Linked DNA regions of Mus musculus: region 2 is linked to region 1. Evidence: chromatin contacts called from public HiChIP or PLAC-seq data. All regions are on one chromosome and are shown on one strand. Each heading gives the region's core, a stretch centred on a gene start, on an enhancer-like site or on the middle of the called end of the contact. The rest is flanking DNA. Distances are from core to core; before and after follow the strand shown. Region 1 holds the start of Thumpd3 (THUMP domain containing 3). Region 2 has its middle 14 kb from the start of Lhfpl4.

Region 1 (5,069 bases), core at 869-3,368:
GTGTCTATTGCATGTTATATGCTTCCAGCTTGGGATACACTAGCAAGACAACAGTTAACAAGCCATACCCTATGCTACTTGTATAGTAAAGAAATCTGGTAGCTTTTGTTTCAACGCAATGGCAGTTTGCTAACCTCTGCTTCTCACCTGTAATCATGTACTTTTGATCAAGAATGTCTTTGAAGGGGCTGTAGAAATGGCTCAGTGGTTAGGGGCACTGACTATTCTTTCAGAAAGACCCAGGTTCAGTTTAGACTCTAGTTCCAGGGGCTCTGATTCCCTCACACAGACATATATGCAGGCAAATGCCAATGCACATAAAATAATAAAAATCTTTTAAAAACAATGTCTTTGACAAGGATGAAAAGGAAACCTCAGCTTTTGTGTGTACCCAAACTTTTGCTAAAGTAAATTTACGTGTCATAGACATTGGTAGGTATTTCATTTCGGTGAATAAATCATCAGGAAATGCTACGATCACTTCTAAACCATATTAAACTAACGCTAAAATGTACTAAACTGAATATACATTACAAAGACATTATAAACAGCAACATAGTAAACTAGTCAATTTCATAAATTAGTACACAACAGAAAATGCAGCTACTTTAAGCAGAACAGAGTAAAGGATTCCCAAGGGGGGGAGGGGTGTCTATAAACCAGAAAAATAATCATAAAATAACCAAGACTAATTTAAATACTGTTTTGTTCAAACCTGAGCCAGACTTTCCACTGCAATATCAAAATAGATCTTTCCGCGGTCTTTGCTGATTCTGCAGGCCGACTTCAGTTTCTCTCTCACTTCCCCCGCAGCCGTTTGTTCAAAGCCAGTGGGTACAGTGGCTCCAATAGTGACTTGGAGATGCTCCGACTCACTTCTGACGCCGCTTTCTACCAGCGACACAGGCTCTTTGTTGCCATCAAGGTTCATACCCAGGCACTCTCTGGTAGCTTCTTGAGTGTCACAAGACATGATGGAGATGTTTCTAAAAGGACCAACAGTCTCTAGAGGCAATACAGGGAAGAAAAAGGGAAACAATGCCATCTCTTTTTGTATTTCAATGTACCTATCGAGTTAAAACTGTAGTATAAATAAGGGCACGGATTACAGGCAGTGAAACGTGACTAAACAAGCAATATGCAGGCTCATCAGGAGAAAAGACAAGAGTGTTTCCACTGCATGCAGTGCTTGGCTTAGGCTCATCTGTGTTGGTAAGCACCATCTTACATTTGCTAACATGAATAGAGAAGCTCCTCTGTTGCTCTTTCAGCTTAGCACTTCAGGATGTGAGGCTGTAGTGGTTCAGAGTTAAAAATTCTTGCTTCCCACACTCGCGGGTCCAGGAAGCAAGTTACTCCTGCCTAGTTTCGAACTGGAAACTAAATATATCTCTCTTTCCCAAAGACAGAAGATTTTAACGAGAACAACACAATTCTGGACTAATGATCAAAACTTTTAATGTATGGGTGAGGTATCTACTTTCCGCCATGTAGACAAGTGGGCAGTGAATTTATTAAAGATTAACTCAACTTCCACTATCTAAACAATTACAAATATCTGAAAGCCTACTATGTGGTGACGCCGAGATCCAATGACGCGCATGCTGGGGACACCTTGGAAATGTCTGAAGCTAGTAATACAGACGTCCTGTGGGAGTGTTTGTGGAGGTTGAAGGGGCTGGAGTGGTGTTACCGTGATGGAGGGCCCACACCTCCCACCAGCTTTTCAAAAGCGCCGTGGCTTAAGCTAACATCTTCCTTGTCCCTAATGCTGTGCCAACCAAGAACAGGCCACAGAGGTGAACGCGGTTCCACCGTGTCACCGTTCGCCACTGTGAACACAACTCCTACGGACAGTGTGGAGAGCAGAAGGGCTGTTCGGACCGAAGGGCAGTGGCTCTCTCACTCCCACCCTCTGCGAAGCCCAGCGAGAGTCCAGACGCTCAGCCCCAGCACCGACCTATACGAAGCCACCGCCGTCTTCCCCTGCGTCCCACCCACCCGGCCACTCCCAGCCGCGGCCAGTTACCGGCAGCAAGCACAGACCCTTCCGGTCTCCGCACCGCGAGCACGCCGCCGGAAGCCGAGGTGCCAGCCCGGAAACGGAAGTCAGGCCTCGGAGGGCACGGTGCTCCCACGCTCCGGGGTAGGCGGGGGAGTGTGCGCGGAGAGCTGTGCGCAGTTGGGTGCACTCTGACCCGGAAGAGGAAGAACGGCCGGTAGGCCGGTCACCTGCCCGGAGGGAACCACTGCGGAGGGCGCTCTCCTAGCGAGCGGATGCTCGGTTGTTCTACTTCCTCTGCCCTCAGTGTCGAGCACTGGGGTGAGACTGGGACTTGATTCCAGTCTTAAAGCCAGAGAAACCGAGGCTAAAGAGATTCTTCTCCCCCATTCCCGTCTTGCACAACACTCTTTACTTGGAATTTCTTTTTGAGATTGGAGTCTCACTATGTAGCCCTGACTGGCCTGCTCGTTTTGTCGATCGTTCTGTCCTGGAAATCACAGATATCCGCTGTCTCTGCCTCCGGGATGCTAGGACTACAGGTGTGCGCCACCATACCCGGCTTGGATTCTGCAGGGACCGGCAAGCTGTGCTGTAACTAGAGTATAGCCCCTAGCCTAGCCTGCGGTTTTCAGATCATGTTTCTCTATATATGCCAAAGGTTACATTTCCTATATTTTAGTTACATGTATTTCCTGTGTGTGTGGAGGGAGCTTGTGTGCCACACCTGAGGTCAGAGGACAACTTGGCAGAAGTTGCTTCTCTTCCACCACGTGGGTTCCAGTGATCCAGCTCAGCTAATCAGGATGGGTAGCAAGAGCCTTTACCCTCTAAGACGTCTCACCAGCCCCAAATGTAACATTTTAAAAGAGGAAACTTAGAACTCAACAGAAAGAGACAGCCGGATTTTGGGGGGGGGGGGGGAGCGATGGTGGAGAGATGGCTCAGTGATTAAGGCTTGCTTTTCCAGAGAATTCAAATTTGGTACCCAGCACCCACCCACCTCTGGCCGCTCTCAATACCTGTAACTTCAGGGGCTCTGACAGCCAAGTCTGGCTCCAAGGGCATTATGACACTGCATTGCAATCTCTCTCTCTGCCTCTCCCCTCATCCTCACCAATAAATAAATAAATAAATAATAAAAATTGTTTAAAGTTTCAGTGGTGGCAGCAGCAGCTGAGGCATGGAGCCACACTGTCCTTGTCAGCACGGACAATGAGAAAGGTAAAAACCGGATCCTTGCCTTGGATGCATCAAAGAGTTTAGGAGCAGCCAGTATCGTAGAAAGCGGCGTTGTAGTTTAGTAAAAAATAAAAAAGGGGTCTGACAAACGGCCCAGCATGTAAAAGGTGTCTGCCATCAAGCCTGGCCATCTGCATTCTATCCCCAGGACCCACACTGTGGAAGGAGAGAACAAACTCCATGGGTTGCCCCCTGACTTCCACAAGTGTACCGTGAGATCCTCACCTCCATAAATAAATGTTTGGGAGGTGGGGCAGATGGTGGGGCTTACCATCTTTAATCCCCGCACTTGGGAGGCAAGGGCAGTTGAGTCTCTGAGTTTGAGGCCAGCCTGGTCTACAGAATGAGTTCCAGGACAGCCAAGGCTGTCTTAAACAAAAAACAAAAAAACAAAACAAAAAAAGCACCTGAAAGTGTAGCCCTCTCAAAACAGCAAACTTTATTAAAGACAGTGTTAGCATAGATTTTAAGCCTAGAAATTCAGAATAACAACTCTTAGTGGCTCTGAAATTACATCTCAAATGGAAAAGAAAGCTTTATTCCTTCTTTATTTTTCATAAATGAGATTATAGGATGTTTCAGAAGTACCTTGGATGGGATTACACTCTAATAAAACCGGAAGCCACTAGGGTTGTACAAAGGGGTTAGGACATGCCCTTTACTAAATGGAGTTTCTGATGAGAGTTCTAGAAAATTATAGGTTCTGAGATGAGAAAGGAGAAAGGCCTCAAGCAGTTGCTAAGTGTTTTGGAATCTGTGATTCTCAGCTGTTGAGAGAGCGGCTCCTTTTGCTTCTCAGGTCCTTGTAATTTCTCCTTTCTATCCTGCTTTACAAAGGACTTGCATCAGAGCTTTTGGAAAAGGTACATGAAAGACCAATATAAGTACATGAAGTACATGGTCACTATCACCAATCATTAGGGAAATGTACACTAACACTAACTTTATGATAACTATTCAAATGGCAAGTTTGAAAAGCAAAAATCATCTCTTATAGGAAGGATGTGGAGCAATGAAATCTTGCTGCTGTCGATGCAAAATGTGACAGCCACGTTAGAATTCAGTTTAGCTTTTCTGAAAGAGGCGTAACATAGATCCACCATATTACCTATTCTACCAGCAAGCATATTATACTCAGAAGAGAAAACATTCAAACAAGTTGTTCACAAACACTGCATATAGCCTCCAACTAGAAACAACCTGAAATCCATGTGGTATTTGCACAACAGGTTAATATTTAGTCTTTAAAAAGTTCTGTTGAAACTTTTATTTTGTGGTGCCTGATTGCAAACCCAGTGTTTTACATGTGCTAGGTAAGAACTCTACCATAAGCTACCTCATAAAAAGTACTGAAGTACAGGTACATGCTACAACACGGTCAAACTTGGATGCCATGTTAACTGAAAGAAGCCAGATGCAAAAGACCACATATAGGCTGGGGATATAGCTCAGTGATAGTGCCCTTTTAATCTTACCATGTGAGAGGCCATAGGTCCAGTCCCCAATGACGGGGGGGGGGGGGGGGGGAGGGAGGGAGAGAACACAAACACACAGAAAACCACAGGTTACAATTCCATCTATATTCAGTGTCTAGGAAAGGTCAATATATAGAGTCAGAAAACAGGATTGCTTAGGGTTAGAAGGAATTGGGGTGATGGGTAATGTTTCAGAAGATGTGAAAGTTCTGTAGTTAGGTAGTGATGATAAGTTACACACCACTGTAAATGTACTAAGAGACACTGAATTATACACTTTAATAAGACTGCAAGTTTTATGTGAATTTTATCTTGGTGGAGGAAGCTTTGGATCTTATGGGAGATTCATT
Region 2 (5,069 bases), core at 955-3,454, 160 kb before region 1:
GGAGGGTTAACATGCAGAGTAAAACATAACATTTCTGGAAGAAAGTGTGGAAGAAAATGCTGCAACATTGATCAGGCAAATTTTGCTTAAATATTGAGTCAGGATGAAAATACATGGAAAATTGAGGGGGCATAAGAGGGAGAAACTGATCATACTGGGGCTGCGTTTGCCTCACCTACCGAGTGAGATTCAGGAAACTAAAAGACAACTGAAAATTCCAGGTTAATGTCTGTGTTCCTAAGGGCATCTCCAACAGGAGTGTTCAGAACAGCAGATGAACTGTGCTTGTTTACGGTCAGGGTGTCTGTGCCTGTGAGCATCCCTAACTCTGAACAGCGAACCTAAAACCTCGTAAAACCACTGTGCAACTTCACAGCAGAGGGGAATTCTCTAAGAGAAATAAGTGAGTTAGATCATCTGCTTTTACTCACTTTAAACTTTAAAGTTTTATCTGTTTAATAGTTAAACCCTGTTGAATAGTACATCCTCTGAATCCTCTGATCAAGGTAATATAAAGCCACAAAATCATAAAAATCATAAATATAAGCATGTATGCATATATGCTAACCATTATCAAGACACATTCATGTGACTCTGTCTTGAGAAGTCTACATTCATGTCTTGGATGTGTACTGTAACTTTTCTAAGCATATCTGTCTCTGTCTTTGTGTCTCTGTGTCTCCCTGCCTCTTTGTCTCTGTCTCTTTCTGCGTCTCTCTGTCTCTATCTGTCTCTGTGTCTCTGTCTGTCTCTGTCTCTCCTCTGTCTGTCTGTCTGTCTGTCTGTCTCTCTCTGCTTTCATTCTCCCTTATTTTAAAGAGTGCACTGACTGCTTCACTCTGACTCATCTTAAAATTCTTTTGGGCAGCATTGTCAAGAGTCTGGAGTTGCCTGAATAGAAGACTTTTTAAGAAAGAAAACAGTTCCTGAGAGTGTCTGTGGCAAGGCTCCTTGCCATTACTGACAGATATCATATATTTAAAAGATGTAATTGGTAAAGAAAAATGTCAAATGGGAATTCATCAAAAGAAAAAAACTTTTGTTTTTTGTTTTTTTTTCAAAAGACACTGCTAAGCAATAGCGTGTTTGTGGTTTACGCATGCCTGTGGTCCCCTGCACTCAGGAGACTGAGGCAGGAGGATCCCAACCTTCAAGGAAGCCTGGGCTATTTTGTGAGACCCTGCTTAACTGACATGGGGCCAGTGAGACAGCTTGTACTTGCCACATAAATCTGATGATCAGAATTTTGACCTCCAGATTTCACAATAGAAGGAAAGAACTGCGTACTGCAAGTTAACCTCTGACCTCTATGAATGTACTACAGCCAACTCAGCCGATGATGATGATGACAATGATGATGATGATGGTGGTGGTGGTGGTGGTGATGGTGGTGGTGGTGGTGGTGATGGTGGTGGTGGTGGTGGTGGTGGTGGTGGTGGTGGTGATGGTGGTGGTGATGGTGGTGGTGGTGGTGGTGGTGGTGGTGGTGATGGTGGTGGTGGTGGTGGTGGTGGTGGTGGTGGTGGTGGTAGTGATAGTCAATTAAAACAAAACAACAAAAAGAAGATTGAAAAGATGAGTCACCAATTGGGAAGCAATATTTACTATGTAATGTAATGGAGAGTTTCCAACATTTCACAATAAGGGCATGTTGGTAAAGTAGAGCCCTGCGTTAGAGTCCCAGCATCCATGTTTAAGTACCAGGCATGCAGTCAGTCCTGCAGATCCAAAGCTGCAGGAGAGCCATGACATATGGCAACAACAGGATATCTGAGGGGAGTCCTGGTGAGGATCCAGTACTCATAGAGTAACAGAAGCCAGAGGCCTTAACCAGACCAACAGTTCATTCCAACGAACATATGCAAGTAAAGATGTGTGGACAAAAGGGTGTACTGTGGGACACACTGCGACACATTACAGCTTCCATAGCAAGATTTGGGGGGAGAGGGGTTGCAAGTGTGTAGGGCAGATACAAAGGGATGGGGAGATGAGTGAAATTGGGGTGCATGATGTGAGATTCACAAAGAATCAAAAGTTAAAAGAAAAGAAAAAGGAAAAACAAAAAACAAAAAAACAAAAACAAGGTAAGGTAGTGTAAACCGGCGCTAGGGAGGTAGAGACCCATAAGGTTGTGCACAGCACGAGGGAGGCAGACACTGACAGAACCCTGGGGCTCCTTGGCTGGCCAGCCTAAACTTCTTGGTGAGTCTCAGGTCCCCGGAAAGAGACTGTCTCAATAAACAAAGGAGACAGCTCATAAGGAATGGCACTGAGGTTTGACTGGGAAGGGAAGGAGAGGGGGAGTTAGGTCAGACATGGGGCTGTGGCTTTACTACCCGAGTTTTAGAGACAGGTGGCTGGGTCTTCTGAAGTCAACCTGTTTTTACATAGTTAGCTTTCGGGCTAGTCAGTGAGATTTTTTTCTCATAAACAAAACAAACAAACAAACAAACAAAGCAAAAGAGATTTCATTTCTAAATGGAAACCATAGTGGAATACTCACTCAAAACCAAAGTGAAAAAAAAATCGCCCTAAATTGTGGCCTGTAACTCAAGCCCTTGGGGAAGTAGAGCTAGAGAATCAGGGTCATCCTCTGCTAAGTAGAATGCTCGAAACTATTCTGGGCTACATGAAAACTTGTCTCAATGGGCTGGAGAGATGGCTCAGTGGTTAAGAGCACCAACTGTTCTTCCGAAGGTCCTGAGTTCAAATCCCAGCAACCACATGGTGGCTCACAACCATCCATAAAGAGATCTGATGCCCTCTTCTGGTGTTTCTGAAGACAGCTACAGTGTACTTACATATAATAATAAACAAATCTTAAAAAAAAAAAAAAGAAAAAGAAAACTTGTCTCAAAATCCTTTGGAAACCAAGCAACCAACCAGCCAACTAATGAATCAACCATACACCCCCCTCACCTGGTGTATACACACAGACACACACAGACACACACACACACACACACACACACACACACACACACACACACACAGAGGAACCAGTGAGGATGTGGGGCAACTAGACTTTCTATGTTTCTGGTGGGGATACAAAATTGTATATCAACTGATTGATAGATTGATTAAGACAGGGTCTTGTTATGTAGCCAAGGTTGGCCTCAGACTCATGATATAGCCCAGACTGGCCTCATATTATGTCAATCCTATGGTGATATTCACAATAGCTTTATTGTCAAACTGAGAATAGCCCAAATATACCTCAAATGGTACATGGAAAAATGAATGGATTCATCCAAACATCAGATCACTTGTCACAGTACTACAAATAAATAAATAAATGTAATAATAATAATAATAAAACACACCAAAGGGGGAAAAACAAATAAATGGCTGCCTGGGGCTCAAAGTGGGATGAAGATCCAACATGGAAGGGGCAGCAGGGAATTCTGGGAGCAATGGAAATGTCATGTGTCTATGGTAGTGGTTATACAACTGCATGTTTTTGTCAATACTGAAAAACGTGTTTTAGGTACCTAAATCTTAATAAACTTGACTTTAAAATATTGTGCTTAGAGGGCTTTAGATAGAAACACAACCAAAAATATGCAAATGACCATAACAATGGCATAGTATGGTTCTGAGCTAAAACATTCCCCACTCTGTTTCTGTGTAGGTGGAGCAGAGGCAGCCTAGTTTATTTTAGCTATCCTGTTAACGATGCATGTTTTAAAATGTAAGGGTAAACAATAAAGGGGAGAGATAAAATACAGGCATGTCTTGCTTACCAACACCAATCTACTATAGAAATCAAAACAGAAGGAAGCCAGGTTCCCATTATCTCTGTTTTTGAGACAGAGTCTCATGTAATCCAGGATGGCCTCAAATTTGCTATGTAGCTGAGGCTGGCCTTCAACTCCTCATCTTCTTCCCAAGTGCTGGAATGGCAGCTGTGTTTGACCATGTGTGGGGAGTTCCCATTGATTTTCTTGTTGTTTTGTTTGAGACAGGTTCTTGCTTTATAGCCCAGACTGTCTTGAAAACCCATGGCAAGCTTTAATCCATTATAAAAAAAAGAAAGAAAGAAAGAAAGAAAGAAAGAAAGAAAGAAAGAAAGAAAGAAAGATGACAAAGTTAAGCACATTGACATCAAAAACCAATTTCCTAAAACATGAACAAAATACAATTGAACATCAGTATGTATGTGACAATTTAAAGTCTTAAGTTTCTTAGCTCAAAACAGTTTGGTTCTGGCATAGGATGGACACAGAAACTAAAGCAAGTAGGCCTTGAAGTTGGGATCCAGAATGTGTTCCAACCTGTGATGTGTAAGATGTCCCTCCTAGGGTTAAAACATTCCACCTTGCAGGAAGCTCCTTGAGCTGGAAGCTAAACAACACAAACTAACTTCAGGAAGTCCCTGAAACTGAACAGGTTCACCACGCCCCTCTCTGCCTGAATAAGGAATAAAAGCTGAGTCCCTCTCAGATGGAAGGGAGCTGGGCTGCAAAGAAGGCTGTCGTTTAGGCCAATACGATTCAGACAAGCTGAACTGCAATGAAAGCTCTGAACCCTAACAGCTGCCTAAAGGGGCAGAAAATAGTTGAGCTGCCTGGAAGAGGTTTGGACCAACGAGGCACCCCAAAAGGACACTCTTCAAGCAATGTGCTACCTGTTTCCCAGCTTTGAGTTGTCACTGGTGCTGGGGTGGGCTTTGGTGATGCAGCTGCTTTTTAGTCATTTCTGCTCCATTTAGTAACCCCTCCCCCATATTCCTATAAGGAACCACAATAAGATTCACTGGCTCACCAGGCTGGACTTTGGTGGCCTCTGTGCTTTGGTCAGTAGTGGGCTCACACTGTGAGCACATGTGTGCCTTGAGTCTCGCCAGGAAATATTTTGTCACACAGCAATATGCTAAGCAATTGCTCTAATTCTAAGTTACAGGCCCATCCCTTTATATGTTCTGCTCATTTTTGAGACAGGGGCTCACCATGTAGCCTGGATGGCCTGAAACTCACTATGCAGACCAAGCTGACCTTAACTCATAGAGAGTCACCTGCCTCTGCCTCCTGAGTGCTGAGATTTAAGGCGTGTGCCAACACCTGACTTTC

The links. HiChIP or PLAC-seq counts read pairs in DNA pulled down with a chosen protein or histone mark.
Region 2: a contact with region 1 is called in an H3K4me3 HiChIP or PLAC-seq map of the 230-238 cell line, with 20 read pairs. The contact joins the enhancer-like site here to the promoter of Thumpd3 in region 1. A contact is called at or near these places in 4 of 115 datasets of contacts at active chromatin or transcription factors (the 230-238 cell line, the SCID.adh cell line and embryonic stem cells) and 3 of 9 other capture datasets (adipose tissue, liver and pancreatic islet).

Annotation. Positions count from the first base shown.
Region 1 is chr6:113,043,351-113,048,419 of GRCm38.p6, reverse strand. It overlaps Thumpd3 (THUMP domain containing 3), which reads right to left and starts at 2,118. Exons shown (of 10, transcript NM_008188.3): 1 at 2,030-2,118; 2 at 716-1,005. The coding sequence starts at 973. It overlaps Gm43868 (predicted gene, 43868), which reads left to right and starts at 2,249. Exons shown (of 1, transcript NR_164179.1): 1 at 2,249-4,385.
Region 2 is chr6:113,206,731-113,211,799 of GRCm38.p6, reverse strand. No RefSeq gene overlaps it. Among named protein-coding and RNA genes, the nearest start is that of Lhfpl4, 14 kb to the right of the region's middle. Within about 2 kb of position 2,204, at least 1 of the 459 cell types and tissues checked has an H3K27ac peak or open chromatin away from gene starts, as enhancers often do. A contact at or near this core is called in the 230-238 cell line, where this site is marked.